Linked DNA regions of Rattus norvegicus: region 2 is linked to region 1. The links are chromatin contacts, called in public Hi-C maps. All regions are on one chromosome and are shown on one strand. Each heading gives the region's core, a stretch centred on a gene start, on an enhancer-like site or on the middle of the called end of the contact. The rest is flanking DNA. Distances are from core to core; before and after follow the strand shown. Region 1 overlaps Bcr (BCR activator of RhoGEF and GTPase). Region 2 holds the start of Bcr (BCR activator of RhoGEF and GTPase).

Region 1 (4,483 bases), core at 349-2,848:
TCAACTCCCTTCCCCATGCCCTAAATAAACTTTGATCTATACTATACTGTCATGTGACTGGTACCTCAGGGGGAAGCAGCATGGGTTTGCTGAGGCACTCCCTTCCTCCTCACCCTACATCACCTCCACCAAACACGCCCCTTCTTCGTTTTCTTTTTTATAAAACACAACAATGTGCGTCCTGGTTTCTCTGTGTGGTAGGAGACCCTATGCAGGTGTCTCTGTCCCCTTGTCGTGGGAGAGGGCAATGGATGAAGATATGTGTGCGTTTGTTATGTGGAGGGGGTAGGCGTTCCTCATTCAGGTAGGAAATACCAGCTGCAAGGGACACCATCGCCTGCCGACATGGCCGGGCACCCTGGGAGTGAGGGGAACTGGGATTCCCTCTGCTTTCTCAGCCTGTCCCCTGGCATTGCTTGGGAACCTGCCCAACCCGGGCCTCCTTTGGGCAGACTAAATTTAGAAGTGCGCTCTGTGGATTTAACGTACACACCCTCTTTCTCCTTGGTGCAGTGTGTTTACTTTATCTCTGCCTCGGTTTCGATCACACGGGGTGGCTGGGGCAGGGGCTGGACTGTAACTCAGTGACGAAGGGTTTGCCTGGCATGGACAAGGACCTGGGTTCCAGGTTAGTGCCGTAGGAGAAGAAGTAAGATGAATACGGAGAGACCTGCTTGGTGGCATTTGGGGGACAGGGGGATTAAATGAGACAACACACACATAGGGCCTCACAGGGACTACTGGACACCATTTGCTGAGGCTTCTGTGGTCTGAGGACTGAGCCCGGGACTCTTGTATATTCTGATATTGTGTTATACTTACATTTCTGATCCTCTGCTTGGGCTGTGGACAATGTGTCCCAGTTCACGACAGCAAGCAAGCATTCCTACTACTGGGTGGGGAGTGGGGTGGGTGTCTCAGCCTTCTCCCATCTTGGCTCACCACTGCTCCTTAAGACCTCTTGTGAATGGGTTTGACTTTTCCAGCTGCAGTTACTCAACAACTCTGTGTGTGTGTACGTGTTGCCGGAACGGAGTCTAGTGTTTCAAGCATGATAGGCAAGCGCTCTAGTACCGAGGTATAGATTTCCTTAGTCCCCCAGGTCTTTTCAAGCAGCAGCAGGTAAGCCTAGCATTCTCCACCTAAGCTCCGTTGCTCTCACCGTCCACCTTCGCCAGCACGGTTCCTTTGTAAAGCACCTTCGGAACCCATTGCCCGCCTCCCTCCACAAGGGGCCTCTAGGATCCCAGGCAGAGAACTGGGATCATTCGAATCTCCTGCAAAGCCCTAGTTGCAGACCTCAAAGCGGAGAGGCAACAACCACTTGGAGGAAATTACCCAGCAGCAGGGATCTAGTTCTCTAACTGTGAAGTTAATTCGGATAAACAAGTATGCACCCACCCACCAGCTCACAGGACTGGGGCCTGGAAGGAAAATGTGTCTCCAAGATCCTCTGATCCAGAAGCTGAGAGGAGAGCCCGGACTCCCCATCCTGGGTAGCTAGAATCCTGGTGAATTAGGGCGAGGATTCTGGCCTGCCAGAGGCTGCTGGCCTCTGTTCAGTTTGGAAACTACCTCTAACGCTGCCCAGAAACTACCATAAAAGGGCCAGCTCTGGAGCGGGAAGACTTGGCTAAAAAGCATGAAGAGATCAGAGCAGACTGACTAGAGGTCAGGTGCTGCCCCTAGCTCATACTTGGGTCTCTCTACAATGCCCTGACCCATCCCACGGGGAGGCTTACAGGTTCTTTCCTGGCTAGTAACATGAAGGGTGGTCTGCACCATCTCCAACACAGATGGCATCTCTACGTCACCATGTCTGTTTCGATGCTTCGAGAGCACAGACGCTCATGTCACGGGCAAGCCGTGGGTGCGGATCGACATGGGGTTGGAAAGCTGTCCTTATGGTACCTGTCCTACAGCATCAAGCACCGTGTTGTTGGAAGGAAGCTGAGGAGGACGCTGAGGAGGAGCTCATATGCCTGGGCATCCAGGGCACACATACAGGCACCTGTCTGCCACCCTGCCTTAGGTGAGCCCTGAGGCAACCACAGAGCCGGATGAAGGGGTGTTAAGTAGAACTGTACATTTTCAAAGCCTCTAAGACTAGTTCTCTTGGGCTGGAGAGATGGCTCAGTGGCTAAGAGCACTGACCGCTCTTCCAGAGGTCCTGAGTTCAATTCCCAGCAACCACATGGTGGCTCACAGCCATCTGTCATGGGATCCGATGCCCTCTTCTGGTGTGTCTACCAGCTACCATGTACTTATATAATAAATGAATCTTGAAAAAAACAAACAAAAAACCAAAAGATTAGTCCTCTCTCCCTCTAGCAGCTGGGGTAGCCCCTCTGCAGGTACGAGCTCCTGTCTTCATAAGCATTCTACCCTCCAGACCTGCAGACAGCTGCTAACTGGGGCTGAGATCTCTTAGTCCCTAAGGCAGTTATGCTCTGAATATTTCGTTTTCAGGGATCCTAAACAGAAAACAGGGAGGGACACAGGAGCGGATTCTGTCCTACATTAAGGGGTGAGGCAAGAGCGGTTCAAGCATTTGCTTCTCCTGTCAAGCTCTCCTAAATGAACAGTTGACCAAAGAGAAAAGGCACCAGGTGGGATGGGTGTGTGCAGCAGGCACCCAGTGAGGCACACGTGAGACCTTGGCAGATGTGGGTCGGTCACCCGGTTAGATATATCGGACGCTGATAGGGAAGCCATGTGCTCTGCTCTTATCCACTGGCCTTAGGTGAGAAGCTGGTACAGGGCCCAGTGAACTCCACATGAGACCTGCTTCCCAGGTCCTGCATGTACCAAACAACCAGGTGGGGACTGCTCTGTCAACACTTCCGCCCCCCCCCCAGGGGTTACTAGCTAGAAAAGCTAGGGTCCCACTTCTGCTTTCAGTGGGCTTAATGATCATTGAGTGGTGGACCCACGGCCAGGCCCACTGTGGGTGTGGCCTTGGTAGAGCGGGCGTGGCCTTGGAGCGGGCGTGGCTTCGTTGGAGTACATGTGACCTTATTGGAGCGGGGGTGTCACTGTGGGTGTGGGTTATAAGAGCTGCCATTGACTGCTCTGTCCGTAAGTCAGACCACTGTGAGGCTGGGGGAGGTGAGCCCCTACCCTACTGTAGAGACAAGGAACAGGTATCGAAGGGAGTGTCTGTGAGTGCTGGAATGCTCAAGGAAGCCCTCAGGATACCGGGATGGAGCCCGAGTTGGCTTTAACCAAAGCCTGGATGGGTCTGGTGATGGAACTGAAGGGCGGTTCCCTCTTCTTCCTAGGCTCCTCCTGGCCCACTGTGAGAAATGTGACCAGGTGCCTCACTCATAATTAAGCCCAGTCAGACCGTGGTTAAGTGTGTACTTTCAACTCAACTGTAGAACAGCGATTCCCAGAAAAGCACGTGGAGGGTGGGATGGTTTGTACAGGCTCGGCTCAGGGAGTGGCATGACTAGAAGGGGTGGGCTTTGCAGAATGGGCGTGGCCTCGTTGGAGTAGGTATGGTCTTTGCAGAGTGGGCGGGGCCTCATTGGAGTAGGTGTGTCACTGTGAGTGTGGGCTGTAAGACTCATCCTAGCTGCCTGGAGGTCAGTATTCTGCTAGCAGCCTTCAAATGGAGATGTAGAACTCAGCTCCAGCTGGATGCTGCCATGTTTTGGCCTTGATGATGATGGACTGAACCTCTGAACCTGTAAGCCAGCCCCAATTAACTGTTGTCCTTGGTCATGGTGTCTGTTCACAGCAGTAAAACCCTAACTAAGACAGAGGACAAAACAAGAGCAGCCTGCCTGTCAATGCACTGACAGAGGGAAGAAAACTCACCAAGCACGTGGGCCAGAAAAGGAAGAAGAGGTTCCCAGAGGCAACCACAGCCAGTCACATGATCTTTCCATGCCCAGTGTAAACTTGACTGTCCTGTCTATGCACAAGACCCAAGAGGCTATAAGGCAGCTGCTCGCCTACCTTTAACACCATCTCTGACAAAAAGCTCGTGTCAGATTGCAGCTCCCTGCCCTGTACCTGTGTGGAGCTCACCAGATGTCACCCAATGGAAATGGTATGTGCCTACCAATGTGCCGGGCTCCTCTGTCAAAGGGCGGCAAGAACACAGGATGAGGGCTGCTTATTGATGACGCAAGGAAAGAGAATCGCCATCGCCGGATGTCATAGGGAAAGGGAGGAGAATGGAGTTTCTGGGCTGAAGACATCCACTTCCTCAGCCAGACTCAAGCCCCTAAACTGTGAATCCTTTTCTTTGTCATTCAAAACCTTACATCTAGTGTTCATGGCTTTCCAAGAAAAGATCAGGAGGAAATGCAGTTCTAGGCAAACAACATGCTATCCTCCTGTTCACTCTTGCTTCAGATGGGGACCTGTGCTTACGGCGAGATTTGTTCCAAGCCCAAGAGGTGGCTGAGTGAGGGCCAAGGACAGAAGGCTGCTGTGGCCATGGCAGTACAGGATTACCCAATCAACGTCACCC
Region 2 (4,503 bases), core at 1,887-4,386, 88 kb after region 1:
CGTGGCTGGTGCCCAGGAATCATTGGGTCATCCTCCAGACCTGAAAGGAGCTGGTGGCTGTGCCTTCAGAGCCAATGTCTGACCCCTATTGCTTTTCATCCCTCCTCTGGAGACAAGGAAAGCAGCTGGACCAGGGTACAGGCAGGTTAGGTCCAACTACACACTGCACTGGCCCAGATGTAAGATCAGCAGCAACTAGAGCCTGCTGAACAAGACAGGGTGCTGGGCACAGAAAGGCAGCTTAATAGAGCCAAAAATAGCCTCGCTTTTTTTTTTTTTTTTCAACAGGATTCTGACAAATGAAGCACGTGCAACTCCATCAGCAAGGGGGAGAAAAATCAGGGAAGCCAAAGACCAGATCAGCTCAACAGAAGCAAAGATTCCCAGAGCTTCCTGACAGCTGTACACCCCCAGCACACCCCTCCCACCTTACTCTGATGGAAAATTCTGCCTGGATCTCGAAACCATAACCTAGTCCCATAACCCCACACATCCAATGGTGCCTGTCCCGTGTGCAGCAATGAAGTTATGGTTTATCTCAGCGCTAGAGTCAGACCATGGATTAGGAGCCTCAAACAAGACCCTGTTGAGTGCTCACCCGAGAAAATGAGGCAGCAAGAGCATGCGGGAGGACCGGAAAAAGAAGATGGGGTCTGGAGATGTAACTCAGAGGTGTTAGCATGCCTTGAACTGGCATGGCACTGGGTTTGAACCCCAGCACCACAAGAAAAAAGAGACAGACAGACAGACAGACAAAACTCAGTGGCGGTTGACAGAGGAGTCTACGGGTGACTAATGAAGGGTGAAGCGAAGAAGATCAGGATGGTGTGGGATTACCCCACCACGTAAAGTCTTCAACCTACTGGTTTTCGGTGGCCCACTGAGTCAGAACTCACTTTCTTCTAAGTCCTCTCTTCACCTGCTCTCACTTGCTTAACAAGTGAATCTGACACATCTAAACCCTCCAGGCAGCTTGCACATCTAGAGTTCCCCTAACGCGTCATATTACCACTCCAAGACCAGAACAACCAGGTGGCAGGCTGTGGAGAAACAGCACAGATCCCCCACCTCCCAAAGGAGCTAATCCGGGTGGGCAGAGACGACCGACTTGTCCAGCATGGAGAGAGCACACGGCTATCTCTCCCCCAATACTTCGGCAACCCAATACTTCGGCAACCCACCAGCTTTGGATCTAGAACCAAGAGAGCGCACCACCAGCCATTCCCTTGTAATCCCCTACCCCCATCCATTTGCCTTCAGGAAGAAGGGGGTGGAGTCAGTTCAGGCGCAGGGCCAAAGAGACACAAAAGCGCTTGAAAATCATGCCAAAAAGTACCCATTTCTCCCATGTCAATCTACTTAAAGAGTCTAGAACAGGTCCCCCGTATGCCCACAGGAGGCACTCACCTGCTTCCCCCTGAAAGGTGCTGTCCCCATCACTGGGCCAGATCTGCCCGGTCTTGCGAACACCTACTATGGTAGCCTCAGACACCACAACCTGGCACTGCCGGTGCCGCTTCTGGCACTGTGGCGTCGGAGGGCTGCTGCTGTCAAAGGACTGTTGTGAATTCTGCGAGGGTGAGCGACTCTTGTCCCGGAACATACGGTAGGTGGTGGGGCTTGGTGACACGCGGCTGGACTGGCCAGAGGAAAAGTCCTCCTCACTGGAGGTGAGGTTCTCATTGGAGCTGCAGTCCGGAGTGTAGCCACCTCCGCTGTCCTCAAAACTCCGAGGCGAGTAGGACCTGCGGGGCCAGGTGAGGCGCTTCTCCTGCTCTGAAGTGCTCTGGCTTCGCAGGAGAGGGCTCTTGCCCTCCCCTTCCACCATCATACCCCCGACGTAGATGCTCTGGTAGGGTTGATACTCCAGGGGCGGCCAAGGGGGCCTGTTGCCGCCATTGGCATTGATTAGGTTGTCCTTCAGGAAACGGGGATTCAACTCTGCATCCTCATAGTCACCGTCGAGGCCGCAGCTGCTCTCCGAGGAGCGCCCACGGTAATGGGGTCTGGGTGCTTCCCCCAGGCCCTGCCCGGCGCTCTGCTGGGACTTCTTGCGCTCCATTTGCATGGCCTGGCTGCCCAGAGAACTGATTCGGTCGGACACCTCTTTGTCGTTGACCTTCACCAGGCCGCGCTCGTGGTGGAACTCGACGTTCACGTAAAAGGGCTTCTCGGCGTCGGCAGAGCCGGGCTGGGCAGGTCCCTTGCGGATCTTCTCGAAGTTGGATCTGAGCGCCGCCACGCTGGTGGGGGGCCCTCGGTCGTCCCGGTCCGCCGGCGCAGCAGCCGCTGGCCTGCGGGCAGTCGCCGGTCGCCCCTTACTCGGTGACCCTTCTCCGTCCGGCCGCGCCTCCGACTCCTCGACGGGCGCCGGGTCTGCGCCGTCGGCGGGCGCGGGCGGCAGGCGCGGGGCGGACGCTCGGGGCTCGGCGGCGCCGTCCGGGGGCTGCGCTGCCCGGCGAAAGCCCCAGCGCTGCCGATCGTAGCTCTTCTTCTCCTTGGCCAGCAGCGTCTGCAGGTAGATCATGCGGAAGCGCTCCTGGTTCACCTCCTGCTCCAAGCGCCTAATGGAGGCCTTGCAGCGCTCCAGCTCCTGCTCGATGTCACCCACCGAGCGCAGCTCCATGCGCGGCGGCTCCGAGTCCGGGAACTGCGCTCTCCAAGCCTCGGCGAAGCCCACCGAGTCCACCATGGCGCGGCCGGCTCACCTGCGCCGAGGAGCTGCGCGCCGGAGCCCGGCTCAGCGGCGGCGCGGGGTTCTTACGGTGCCGGGCCCCGGGCGTCCGGCGCCTCCCATGATCCCGCGGCTACGGCGGCGAACAATGCCCGCCCCCCGGGGCCGCAGGTGAGGCGGGAGGCTCGGCCGCTGCGGCGGCGGCGGCGGCGGCGAGGGGCGCGCGCGGGCGGGGGAAGGGCGCGGGGTTGCGCACGCCTCTATTGTGTGCGGGGCTCCGCGGCGCGCGAGGCGGCGGGAGCGGTCCTCCGCAGAGCAGGGCCGCCGCGGGCCCACGGCCGCAGCCCCGCGGGCTCCTCGCCTCCGGTTCCCGCGCCGCCCCGCAGCCTTCCGGGCAGGCGCTCCGCTCAGCACGGCCAGCTCTCGCCGCACTCCCGCCCCGGCCCGCACTCAGCGCTGCAGGAAGGGGAGGACCGGGGGGCGGTGGCCGCGGAGCGGCTGACGGGGCTGGGCGCGCCTCTTAAAGGGGCCGCGCCGCGGGAAGAGCATTGGGTCCTTGAATACGACCCGGACCACTGCAAACTGGTCTGATCCCCTTCTGGACACAGAGGTGCCCCAGACCCGGTGATTCCGAGCGATCTCTCCACCGCGGATGCTCTGGCTAGTTCTTCATGCCTGGAAGAGAAATACCTGCTTCCTCTTTTCTGCACCCACTAACCTCGGTGCTAACCGCACAGGGAACGAACACCCAGCAGGGCCCAAACTATTGAGAAATCAAGCAGGGCAGGTCACCCATGCCAACAGCTCGGGTGCCAGCCAGTGAGCCTCTGGTGCTGGAGATCTGAGGTGGGTAATGGAGCTTAACAATGGCCACTGAAGTTGTCACCGGACTCTGAGTGACACTTAGGAATTTCTCCCCCTCTGCTCAATCAATGAATCTCCCTTCCTGAGTAATGACTTTTGACCTCTGGAGGCCAGTGTCGTGTTTTCGGGGTCTCTTTCTTCCTGGGAAGGGATCGCACACCTCCTTCTTAACCACAGAGCTGGGTGGAAGACAGGAAACCTTTAATAATCGTTCCCAACGAAGCTTAGGGATCTGAGTCACTTAGCAGAGATGCTCTCCATATATGCTCTCCTGAAAACAAAATGGAACCCAGGCCAGCCTGCTGGGTGAGGTGAAAGGCAACAGGATTTGGCAGCTGAAGAACAGCTGAGTTTTGGCTACTTTTCCCACTTCCGTGCCTCAGTTTCCCTGAGCTCCGAGATAAAACCAGAACACCTGCTTCCACAAAGCTGTTATGTCCTTGGTTGTAAACTGTTACCACGCTTCTCTAGAGAAATAGAACCCAGCACCAGCAACCAGATTAGCAGGGGCTCCCTGACTTAGGCCGGGTTTTCCTTTTCCTCCCTGGAACTCGCTTTCACCCTCATCTGTAGCCTGTTGTCTGCTCCTAGTAGGGTTCAGTTTGTGTTAATGTTGTTGGGCTGGCGAGCCTTTGGAGCGCCACTCCAGGAACCCTGTGAGCGCTATGCAGCTCGCTGCTGCCCTCTGTAGACCTCTTTAATCTCTTGTTCCCTCCTTCCCCGCCTACCTCACCAGTCTCTTGCCCAGCAGGCAGTAAACAACGCAATTGCTGAGAAGAAATAGTTTTGCTGGGCACCTGACTTTTGGGCTAGTGAAAGGAAAAGCAAAGCAAAACAAAAAGAGCAGGCATCCCAGAAGCACAGCAGTGAACGATGTTCTCTTCCTCGGTAGACTCGCCTTTAAAAAGACCGTTAAAAAGCCTGATCCTCGCTGGGGGGGGGGGGGGGGGGGGGCGTGGCTCAAT

What was found. A called contact is a pair of places that touch in the nucleus more often than the background predicts.
Region 2: a Hi-C map of prefrontal cortex shows a contact between it and region 1, with 10 times the contacts expected there. The contact joins the promoter of Bcr here to the enhancer-like site in region 1. A contact is called at or near these places in 11 of 12 Hi-C or Micro-C datasets (the A7r5 cell line, the Rat2 cell line, Schwann cells and 6 more) and 1 of 1 datasets of contacts at active chromatin or transcription factors (oligodendrocytes).

The regions. Positions count from the first base shown.
Region 1 is chr20:13,506,648-13,511,130 of GRCr8, forward strand. The region is part of intron 8 of Bcr (BCR activator of RhoGEF and GTPase); the gene reads right to left. Among named protein-coding and RNA genes, the nearest start is that of Specc1l, 66 kb to the left of the region's middle. Within about 2 kb of position 1,599, at least 9 of the 93 cell types and tissues checked have an H3K27ac peak or open chromatin away from gene starts, as enhancers often do.
Region 2 is chr20:13,593,197-13,597,699 of GRCr8, forward strand. It overlaps Bcr (BCR activator of RhoGEF and GTPase), which reads right to left and starts at 3,137. Exons shown (of 23, transcript NM_001419609.1): 1 at 1,408-3,137. The coding sequence starts at 2,692.